2 separate regions of the Mus musculus genome follow, and region 1 is linked to region 2. A link is a contact called in public promoter capture Hi-C data. All regions are on one chromosome and are shown on one strand. Each heading gives the region's core, a stretch centred on a gene start, on an enhancer-like site or on the middle of the called end of the contact. The rest is flanking DNA. Distances are from core to core; before and after follow the strand shown.

Region 1 (6,212 bases), core at 817-3,316, 510 kb before region 2:
AGGCCACCCTACACGAAGCTTGGATTGGGCTCAAGTTCTAGCAATTTGATGAAACAAACAGGAAACAGGTTCCAAAAGAGTAAGGCCAGGCTTCACAAGAGTGAATTCTTCCTCTTGAAAGGTCAGGCAGTTTATAAAACTGATCCCTCTTTTAATTTGTACTCTGATGACTGCCCAGGAATGTTTTCTATCTGGCGTATATCGCTGTAGGCAGTTCTAGCTGGGAGCTGGCTGATGCTTCCTTACTGTGGTCCCACATCAGGTGTGTGATGCCAGGCAGATGATACTGCTTCGAGCCTTAGTTTCTTGTTTTGCAAACAGAAGTGACAGCTTTACGAGAAAGGCAGTTGTGAGCTTGGAGGAAGAGCTTTGAAAATCGAGCCAGCCAACAAGGCTGGCTGGTTCTTCCCCCATTTACACTTGTACTTCCTCCTCCAAGGGTTTGGAGATCTCAGTCCTCAACCTTCTGGGTCTAAAACACCCGGCGGATGCTGGTGGATGCTTGGCGCCAAGTCCTGTCTCCAGCTGCAGCAGCTCCTGGCTCTAAGTCCCTGCTAGGAAGCAAATGTTCTAGATTCTGCTGAGGTCGCTTCCTCTGGTTGGTCTTGTGACTTTGAGCTTGCTGCTGGATAGCCCTGGGCCTCTCTTCTACCATCTGTGAGAGTGTGAGTTGACCTCTGCACAATGAGGTGGACGCCCATTTTTCCAGCCTGTTCTTATTTCCCAGAAAGGACACGTGGTTCTTCAATTGTACAAGTATTGTACATCTTTCTCAAGAAAAAGAGAAACAAGAAAAGAAGAACGATTCCCAATAATATGACCTAGAAACGCTGCATAAGTTATGAACATGTTTATTCCACAACTTGGAAATAATCATTGCAAACATTGGTCTGTAAGTTTCCTGTGTTGGGGGTGGGTGTGTGTTGTTGAGGTCTCACACAGTCCACACTAGCCTCAAGCTATATGGTCACTAGCTCTACGGCTGAGCATGTCTTGAACTCCTGATCCTGCTATGCCTCCTGAGTGCTGGGATTCCAGCTCGCTTTGACACCTTCTTCCTCCCTTCTCTGACTGAGTCTGGCTGTGCAGCTCAGGCTGGCTTTGGACAATGGAGCTCTTCTACCTCCTGAGTGCTAGGATTTGGGCAGACCCCACCCTACCCCACCCAACCTTGTTTTGACCTATCTGCTAGGCAGAGGATCTATCTTTAACAATGAGTCATACTGAAGAGAAAACCTTTCCCACTTAGCATCCTGTAGATGCCTGTTTCCTTTGTGAAAGACCAAATCTCCCTAACTCCCTGATTTCGTCAAGCCCCTCCTCCCCCGCCCTCCCGAACCCTGCCCTAGGATCTAATCTGTGGGACTGAGATTCCAGGGTCCCTGTTTGAGCTCTCTTCTACGGCTTGACAGATTTTGTCTAAATGTAGATGTGCTTGGCTCACATCTGGACCAGGAACCCTTGCTCCAGAAACTTTTGACCTTCTTTTACTTTGTCTGTGAATGGCACTGAAAATTTTCACTCCATCCACTTAGCCCTCATTCATCCATCCACTCACTCACCCATCCATCCATCTGGCCCCCCATCATCCATCTATCCAGCCAGCCAGCCACTTACCCATCCATCCACCTATACCGCCATCCAACCATCCACTCACTCACCCACTTACACACCCACTTATCCATCCATCTAATACCCCCCCCCCACCATCACCACACACACACACATCCATCCCATAATTAACCGCTGCAATTTCCTTGACTACTTTCTGATTTCCTTCCAGGGAGCGGAAAGTTGAATTAAGTGATTCTCTTTTGGGAGCTGGGGCTAGACTTTATATATATATTCCCACCATCGCGGTGCAGATGATATTAAGTCTCCTCTTCTAGACATCAAGGCCTCGCCCTCCTCGCCCACTTGGAGAGAAGCGGGGGAGGGAGAGCATGGACGGTCCGGCATCGGGACCCAGGGGGCACAACGACCTGCCCCAAGTCTGGAGGACCTAGAAGCCTAAGCAGGAAAACCCTTCCCCGAGGCGGGCGGAGGCGTGCGCGGCACCGCCCCCGGGGCGGGCTCAGTGCGTGGCAGCGCCCGCCGGCCCCGTCGCGAAGTTTCCAGTTCAGCTTCTGTCTCAGTGCCGGCGGGTTGTTCCCGAGACTCCGCTATGCGGTCCCTGCTGCTCCTGGCCCCGTTGGCCTGGCTTCTTCTGGTCCAGGCGAAGGATGACGCCAAGCTAGAGGGTGAGGACGCGGCGGCGGAGCTGTGCCTGGCCGTCTGTCTCGCCGAGGACCGGGGTGTCCAGGCGACCTGGGCTGGAAGGGGGGGAGCCGGGGAGCTGGGTTGCGGTCATCTGTCCACTTGCCCGCGGGTGACTCCGGTAGATCACTTCCTCTCATGGGGTCGGGATTCCTAGGTTTGTGCTGCGGGCAGAGGAGGGGACAGCCGAAGTACACTCTCCCCTTGCGCGCCCCCTACCCTCATTTGGCGCTCAGAGGAGTCCATGATCACAATTCCCATAATAAGTAGCAAGACTCCCGTTTATCGTACACGATCTGCTGCAGCCTGGCCTCACTAGTTAAGCACCAGTTAAATACGTTTGCTGGAAGTGTTTTCTTATGTTAACCCCGTTTTCCAGCTTTACAAACTGAGGCTCCAAATCAGCCGCATTCTCCAGGGCATCCTGTTTTCTTCCACCCATGTTGCTGGAGACATGGGAGTTGGCCTGAACATGGTGGGTGGTAGGAATGTGGAGGGCTCCGGTGGGTGAGCCCTGTTGGTAAGAGCACTTGCCTAGCTCGCATGCAGCCCAGGGTTTGGTCCCCAGCGCTGCATAAACTAAACATAGTTGTGCATGCTTATAACCCCAGTACTCAGGGAGGTTGAAGCAGGGTTATCAGAAGTCCAAGGTCATCCTCAACTACACGAAGGGTTAAAGTCAGTCTAGACTACATGAGACCCTGACCAAAAAGGAAAGAAAGGAAGAAAAAAAAAAAAAAAAAAAAAAGGAAAGGAAAAGAACCTGGCTTTGAAACCCATGTGCTGGGAGCCACAGGTTTTTGCATGCCTGCTCCGTCTTCCATCTGTGCTCAGTTATACATAGGGTCACACGCCTTTCGCGTTGGTGATGCACAGTTTTTGAGAAGCTTGGTATTTTAGACTCCAACACAGAGTGGCAAGACCTCATTTCTAGAGATCACAAGAGATTCCTCAAATAAGACCAGCCCCTGAGTCCCCTTAAAGTCAAGGCTCTGGGCATTTTCTCTCCAAGCTCAGAGCAGCTAGGTTTGTTGTTGTTGTTGTTTTGGGGTTTTTTTGTTTGTTTGTTTGTTTTGGTAGGGTCTAATCTAGCATCAAAGGAAGATAGATAAGAGACTCTGATAAGTCCCGACTACAGAGTTGGTAATGTGTGCAAAGGCCCACCTAGTGGCAGGAACCTGGAGCCCAGTGGCAGCCATTTTTTCTCCATTTCACTTTCTCCTGCTTCTGCTGATGCGTGCTCGGATACTCCAGACCATCCCAGTTCCAAGAGCCTCAGTTGCCCTCTAGGAAGCCCAGAACTCAGCTCCCGCTCTGTGCCAAGAATGGAGGCGTCACCGGCAGACACTGTGTTCCACACTTCAGACACTCATTTGGGTCTTCACATTAATCTCTGAAAGGGGGCTCCTTCATCCATGGTTCCTATGGTGGAGTTCAGGAAGGCTAAATTCCTTGCTGAGCCAACTGTTCGTAACACTCTGCTCTTCCACCATGCCTCTTTCATCTCTGCTGACTGGGGTCATAGTTTGTCCATCTGGGGACATCATTACTGGACTTTGGGCAGCAGGAGGGGAAGGCTGAGCTTTCAGGTGGCCAGGCCCATGTGGCCCTGGTGGCTGTTGAGGTTGGGTGGGGGTGGGGCGAGGGGGTAGGGTGGGGGTGCTATCCTGGTGGAACCCATACCTCCTGTTGATACTTTGTGGGTGGCCCAGAGCTCTGATGGGCTTGATGGTGGACTGGAGAGGGTACCTGCATGGGTGGAGACTGGAGAAGCCCCAGTGGTTCTGGATTCTATCTCCAGTCAGCTGTTCTACCATGCTGGGTGCTGTAGTGGATCAGGGGTATGAACGTGGCTGGGTGTGGTGGTGGATGCGCACCTTTGACCCCAGAACTCGGGAAGCAGGGGCAGGGGCAGGGGCATCTCTATGAGTTTGATGCTAGCCTGGTCTACAGAGTGAATTCCTGGACAGCCAAGGCACTTTCTGGCCTATGATATTCTTCCTGCCCCCTTTTGGCATGAGGGCCTCAGAACGGGTGACTAGATTGGTTCTCCTCAGCTTCAGGGAGACTTTAACTTTTCAGACAAGAGTTGGTGGGAGCTCTTCCTCTCATGTGTGCTGCATCTTTCTTCTCTGGACTCCTAGGGTCAAGTGGGGCGGGTACTCCTCCACAGCTGTTTATAGCATCATCTGCTCCTGCCCAAGCCCCTGAACCTACCCTACTGTATCCTGCCAATTCCTGCTTTGCCTCTGGCACTTGCTACGGGGACAGCTTCCTGTCTAAGCAGTTTGCTAGACCTGGTCTCCTTTGTTCTCTCAGCTCAAACTCCTGACGTTCAGAGGTAGGGGAAGGGGAAGGCCCTCCCTGTCTGCTGCTGGCCTGGCTGGTTTGTTTTTGTTGTTATTGTTTGGTTGGTTGGTTTTGTTTTTGAGTGGGGGGTGTTCTGTTCATTTTGGTAAGTGGGAGTCCTGGATTCAGAGGAGCCACTGAATGGTGGGCCTGTCCTCCAGCTTCCAGGGACAAACGTCTGAGTGGGAATCACAGGGGTTGACAGCGAGGAAGGAGAGGGGCCACTGTCATGCCTGGCCCTGGGATTTTTGGCAAGGACAGAAGCCATCAGCAAGACTCAGCTGAAGAAAAAAATCATACACAAACCATAAAATAAGTCGACCCTCTGGCCACACAGAGCCATGAATACTGGGCAAGGCGTCCCCCTCGCCAATCAGCCGCTCTGACTTCTCTCACGGTGTGCCAAGTGTCTAGCAGCCCCGAAAGGCAGGCACTTCACTGTCCTTACTGCATAGGGGAAAACTGAGTTCCAGGGGCTTGCCCTGGGTCACACAGTTTGTAAGAGGTAGTGCTAGGATCTAGGTTGGCAGGCCAGCTCCCACCCTTTCTTCTTAAGGTATCCAAGCCTCACAGTAGGGTTTAGAGGGGCTATCAGGGGTGGGGGTGGGGCTCCCGCAGACGCTGTCTTGGCAGTTGCTTCTAGCATGTTCTGTTGCAGAGGTGCAGTCACACTGCAGAGCTGGGAGAGGCCCCTTGTTAAGAAGGTCGTAACAAAGCCAGGCACGCTGAGTGTGTCGGTGCATACCTGGCATCTCAGCGATTGCGAGTGGAGGTGGGAAGACTGAGAGACAAGTTCCAGGGCAGCGTTGTTACCTGTGGAGCTGGATAGCGACCTGGGTCACATGAGGACCCTTTTCAAAATGAGAGGGAGGGAGAGGGAGGAAAGATGATACCAGCTACTCTGGCCACAGACATGGACGGATGGGGGGATTTCACATTGGTTTCCACCCCAGGCAGTCTGAACTGGAAGCATGCATGGCATTGGGAGAGTCAGCCATGCAGGTTTGGGGAGGACCACACAGTATGTCCACCCTCCACGCATGCGTAGAGAGCAAGCAACCTCTGCATTCTGTACTTGCCACCCCCAGATGGCAAGCACTGGCCAGAGTGATCCTCCCATGGTCAGCGCTCAGGGCATCCTCCTTTCCACCCCCCTCCCCCACGTGAGGCCTGTACCTTCTAAAGCCAGAGACTTCGTTTCACAAGGCAGGGTGCACCCCTATATCCATTGCTGCCTGGCATGTTTGTCAGTTCCTACACACAGGGACCCCAAGGGAGGGAATGGGGAGACTAGGATTACACCTCTGTTTTATCCGTAGCCTAGCCTGAGCCCTTGGCTGTAGTGGTGTGATGAAGGCCACTGTTGAGGGCTCATGTCCTCATTTTCCCTCACCACACCCTTTTCTGTCCACAGACAACCTTCTGGTCCTCACTGTGGCCACAAAAGAGACTGAGGGCTTCCGCCGCTTCAAGCGTTCAGCTCAGTTCTTCAACTACAAGATCCAGGTGAGGGCTTCCTGGGCAAGGCAGAGACCGTGTGTGTTGGTGTATATGTGTGTGTGTGGCGTATCCAGGAGCATCTCCTTCCCAGAGTTAGGGATCTTGGG
Region 2 (5,772 bases), core at 2,102-4,601:
ATGTGGAAAGAAACAAATGATACACATACTGACCAATTCTGTGGAAAGACTGTGGGCCACAGGGTATTTGTGTTTCCAGTACCATAGTGTTCTTGCATAATAAAATAAAGTGAAAATAAAAATAAAGTAAAAGTGTAAGCAAAGCTAGTTTACTCAAGCAAATGGCAAGTGTTCTCATGCAGTGGGGGCAGGAGAGTGGGGAAGGTAGAGGAGGAGAGGGAGAAGGAGAAGATGAGAGAATATAGCAGTACAGCTTTGCCACAGATAACTTAAGGGCAAAACAGTAACTTCTGGTATTTGCTATTTTCACTAATTATACATGCCTTTTTGCCTGGGTTTTAAGAAGACTGAAAGGGTTGCCTGCGTTTCTGCCTTGGTGATAAGTCCTTTATTTCTGAAACATGTCTGTTCTGAAAATCTAAACACTGCTCATAAGTGACACCGTGTGAAGGTCTTCAAATGTTTAAAATGTTAAATCACATACAAACTAAATATCCTCTGCTTGAAATAAAAAATATGTATTAGCTACTTCTCTTATATGGTGAAAAAATACTTTAACAAAGGAAACTAGGAAGAAAGGGTTTATTTGTCTCTGAGCTTGAGGGCATATTGCACTATAGAGAGGCAATTCTGGCAGCCGGGACATTTGACCGCAGTTCACACTGCATCTGCATCCAGGAAGCAGAAAGAGATGGGTGCTGATGCCTAGCTTGCTTTCTCCTTATTCAGGCGAGAGAGAGAGACAGAGAGAGAGAGAGACAGAGACAGACAGACAGACAGACAGAGACAGACAGTCAGAGACAGACAGAGGAATAGAGACACAGAAAGAGAATGAGAATGTTTTGGCTAATTAAAAGATAAAAAATTTAATAGAAATACTTAAATAGAAAAATCATTTTCGAGTCTTGAGATAACTCAGCCAGTAGAGGCAAACAATCACAGGACTTGCAATCTGAGTTTGATCTGTGGATCTCACAAGGTGGAAGGAGGAGAATCTATACCTTAGAGTTGTCCTCTGACCTACAGAAGTGCCAGGCAGGACCCTCCCTCACCCCCCACCACTCCAAAGGGGTCTGGACATATGGGTTTTAATGTACTTAGCATGGAAGGCTTATCTAAAACTAAGACAAGTTCAGAAGAATTGCCATAGAAGACAAAAACCAAAGCTGTTAGAATTTAAAGAATACTTCAGGCTAGTTTTGGAAGCCCTACCTACTTTTCTGAATGCAACAATTCTCTTATTTGAAACATTGTCTCATTATATCAAAGGGAAACATGAAGTGTGCAGTAAAGATAGTTAGGGAGGTGGAGTAAAGAGGAGAGGGTTTCCCCACCATCAAGGTGAAGGCCAGTTTGTCCACTTTCTCCTGTTTTCATTTTAATTATAGGAATTAGAGCTTTGGAGCCGAAGAGATGGCCGAGCCACTAAAGACTAGGTTCACAAACAAAAATATAAGAAGTTGGAGATTTGTATGGAGAGAAGAACACATGTCCTAGTTTATGTGGCAAATTCTCACTTACACACTTCCCCTCTCCAATATAAATAGTGCCTCCTTCCACTACTTGAAGATTATCTCAGCTACAGATGAAAACTAAAAGTACCCAAATACATACAAGCAGCACTTATTGGATATTTGTTTCAGAAGTGTGTGTTTGTGCGCTTGTGTGTATGTGTGTGTTTATTTCATGAAGTTGAGGGGAAAATGTGCTGGGGGTGAGTTCTCAAGGGGCTGGAGGGGGGCCCAGTAGAGTATGTATATACTCAACCTATATTGTATACACATATGAAGAGAAGAAAAATCATTTGCTTGACTCTGGCACCCTCTGGTGATTAAAGCATGAAACATCTTTACACAAACAAGTTTTCCTAAAAGCATTAGGACATTCACATTCTGATATTGCTTATTCCTAGAGGGGAAAGTAACACAAACTATTAACATTCCAAATTGGACCATCTAACAGTCCTCACTGAACCTCAGCTTTGAATTCCACATCCTTAAACGTTGTCACTATCGGAGTCTCACCACCACTGCCATCTTTGACACTGTCCAGCATGCCTTTTGTCTCAGATCTCAGTAACTCAGTACACAGATGACCTTCCCAACACTCTTCCCTGCTTCTGCAAAGTTCTCCCAGGTAATGTCTTGGGGGTTGCCACCCCAATTTCTCTCCCTTTCAAGTCACCATTAGTAACCCAATTCTTCCTCGAGACCCCTCAAGAAGCTGCACACCACTCCCTCACTGTGCTGCATCCTATGTGGTCTTCTTTAGTTCTCATGTTCCCACGCCTGCTGAAAGTCCACAATCTTTTGTTGTATTCACACCTCTGAGAGCACCTAAACTCCCTCTTTTACCTAGGCAGACTCTAGACAAAACCCACTAACTCTAACTTCTCTATTTTTTTTCCATCCTGCATGAAACTGGGGAAAACATAAAAAATAATGACTCATCTGATTTTAAATTCAGGGTCAAGAATTCTGATGTCTCATTGGTATCCAGCTGATACTGTATGGTGGCTAGCCTCAGCCTTTTGCAGTCTCTCTCTCTCTCTCTCTCTCTGGGGGGGGAGGGAGGGGGAAGAGGGAGAAAGAGAAATTCTTGCTATGTGTCACACCACTCCTGTCATTGTCCTTATTTTTCTATTTCAATAGTCATCTGATTCATTCATTCATTCATTCATTCATTCATTCTCCCAATCATATTCGCCCTCCCCCCATGCACATGTGTGTATCATTCTCGAGTGATAATATCATTTCCTGCTTTACTGAGAAAATTGAAGCAAAGGGGAACTTTGAGATTACTGGCAGTGCCCACCTTATTGTAATGAGAGGAGCAGTCTACCTTTCTAAGTAAAGACCAGAGCAGCTGCTTTGTATCAAATTCCATTTCTTTCCTTGCTCAGTGACAGCCCTTTCCTCTTTCTCCTCTGTGTCATCTTATAAATATGAAGTCTTCCGGATCACTTGGCACAGCATAAACATGCTGGTATTTATTTACCCCATCTCCAGTCGTTCTCTCTTTTTTTTTATTTTCAGTTTTTTCAGTCCTTCTCTTAATCCCACATTTCCTTCCAATTGTTCTATTGCTCTGAACTCTTTTACAACAACACTCTTCAAAAATCCCCTCAAATTCCATCAGCTCTCTAGTCTTGTCCTTGGGTTCTCTTTCAAACCCACTCTACTCAAACAAAGAGATTAGTAATAAATTGCTGACTTAAATGTGAGATGGTTTTGTAGGCAGCAATAGATAGATATCTGGACTAACGATCAGAGACAGTAACTTGGCCTCCTCCAGAGGGAGCGATCTCATCCTAAAACCATGCTGCTTTAGGAGCTGTCCACTTAGGAAGAGCTGGGGATGTGTGGCTCCTGGGGGTTGTAATCATCAAAGCTAAGTATGGCCTCTCGTATCTGTAATCCCACCACTAAGGAGGCTGAGTCAGATGAACAGCAAACAGCAAGTTTAAGGCCAGCCTTAGAATCCCAATCACCCAAAGAAATTAAATCAAAGTCATTGATGAGAGCACAATTCCCAAGGAATTAGACCCCAAGGATTTAGAATATAGCATGTTGGTGGAATAATGAAGGTGGCAGTAACAGTTTGAAAAGGATAGCTAATAACATTCTAGAGTCTGCAATTGAAAAATCAGAAAATCTCTAAGAAAATTTTGACAAAAGATAGCAACATTTACAGAAATAATGGGCCCATTATGTTCAGCTAGGGGATGGGGCATGTCCATCTTCAACTTGACTCTCTGGGATAATACTTCCATCAGTACATTAAAAATTCACTGATGAGAGTCAGCAGGTGGCATAGAAGCTAAAGACACTTGCTGTTAAGCACAACGACCAAAGATCAATCACTAGGACCCATATGGTGGAAGGGGAGAATCAACTTCTCCAAGTTGTTCTCTGACCTCTACACACGCTCTATAGTATCATTGCATGAACCCCTAACCAAATAAATGTTTAAAAATGAATAGACTGGAACTAGAGAACTGGCTTAGCTGTTAAGAGTGCTTGCTGTGTAATCATGAAAGTCAGAGTTTGAATTGTAGCATCTATGTTACAAGTTGGACGTCTCATGTATGCCTGTAACCCCCACTCTGAGACGGGCCAGAGACAAGAGAATGACTGGGGATTGCATCCATCCTACCAAGGAAATGAGTTTCACATTCAGGCAGAGGCCCTGGCTCAAAGAAGTAGGCACAGGGTAATAAAGGTGGGTATGTTGACTCTCTCTTCTGGCCTTCATGTATGTAGACAAATGTGTGTACTTACAATAAGAATGCATACACTTGGACAGACACATATATACATACATACATACATACATACATACATACATACATACATACATACACACACACACATACATACATACATACATATTTTAAAACTGGTAGCTATGGCTCACATCTAATAAATGCTTTGGTGAGCCAGACACAAAGAAGACATAATAATAGATGACTTAGATCTGAAGAACTCTGTAGGTCAGACAGAATGGTAGGTGTGATTGACATGGAAATGGATACCCTAACCTCAGGGCGACAGCAGTGACCTCAAAGGCCAGCAGGTACAGCTTCACTGTTAGAGAGAATGTGGTACAATTTCCAGGGTAAGCTAGAGGGATGAGAGGTAACCAGACTTCTCTGACCCGTTGTTGTACTCTATGGCAAGAGCACAATAATCATGGGACTGAGATCTTCATGACATACACAGGGAAGCAGAAACTTAGGGGGCCAAAGCATGCCTTACGCCCAATACTCAGCACTAAGTCCATGCAGAGGCTGAGAGCCCTCTGAGGAGCATATATTGGAAGTTTTTCGTTTTTATTTTTCTATAGTGATTCTTTTTATTTTTCAATTTTGAACACACACACATATAAAATATACTTTTTTATCTTTCTCCTCATTATCCTCCTTTACTCCCACTCTCCACTAAATTTTGTCTTCCCCCTTCTGGTTATTTTTGTGTGTATGTGTGTGTGTGTGCGTGCACGCGTGTGTGGTGTATATGTGTCCCATTGTATTTAATTAGGATTGCTTGCATGGCGGGGAGGGGATTATAAACAGATACAAATGGAACCTGAGTCTTAGATTATAATTATTATGTTTAAAAAGTGTGTTTTATTTAAGAATCTTACATAAGAAGCACAATTGATCCTGGTTGAGAACTACTGATAGAAACAAGTATTTATCAATAGTTACATGTGGTGAGCCTTAGTAAATGTCAATTCTCAGGGTATATTAGCTCATCAGCAGGGTGTAGGTCAGTAGGAAGACATCCTCACAACCCTGGTTCAAGTACAGCAGCACCACCCCTCACAGAGCCATAAGGAAAATACTGATTTAAGAAACCGCTCTCCAGGATTCTGATTTAATAGGATTAGGATAATGTCTGTGGATTTGCAATTAATACCCAGTAATAATCACCATAAGTTTGTCAATTAGTGCTGGTCTAGAAATACACTTTGGATAATGCTGCCCCAACGAGATCTACTCTGGGCGACTCTTGGTCAAGGAAAGAGTCCACACTTACAGGGGTTATTAGATATGGCCTCTAAAATTGTCCACCTGACCTGAACTATTCAAAGACTGAGCCTTGCAGAGGAGTATGTAGGTTGCAGGCCTTGCAGAGTGGCAGCTGTGATGGGAGCGAGCATTAAACGGGGTTCTCTTGAACATGCCCTTCTACTCCCAAGAACACAGAAACAATGCAAGTATGAACCCCAAATCCAAAAGTCCCAAAACTGAAGTATTCCATAGTCTGA

The links. Promoter capture Hi-C pulls out the DNA fragments that hold promoters and counts their contacts.
Region 1: a contact with region 2 is called in a promoter capture Hi-C map of stem cell-derived epiblast-like cells, with 6 times the contacts expected there. The contact joins the promoter of Plod1 here to the enhancer-like site in region 2. A contact is called at or near these places in 6 of 39 promoter capture datasets (cranial neural crest, hippocampal neurons, liver and 2 more).

The regions. Positions count from the first base shown.
Region 1 is chr4:147,932,630-147,938,841 of GRCm38.p6, reverse strand. Plod1 (procollagen-lysine, 2-oxoglutarate 5-dioxygenase 1) reads left to right here and starts at 2,066. Exons shown (of 19, transcript NM_011122.3): 1 at 2,066-2,240; 2 at 6,020-6,111. The coding sequence starts at 2,165.
Region 2 is chr4:147,422,175-147,427,946 of GRCm38.p6, reverse strand. No RefSeq gene overlaps it. Among named protein-coding and RNA genes, the nearest start is that of Gm46898, 13 kb to the right of the region's middle. Within about 2 kb of position 3,351, at least 8 of the 459 cell types and tissues checked have an H3K27ac peak or open chromatin away from gene starts, as enhancers often do. A contact at or near this core is called in stem cell-derived epiblast-like cells, where this site is marked.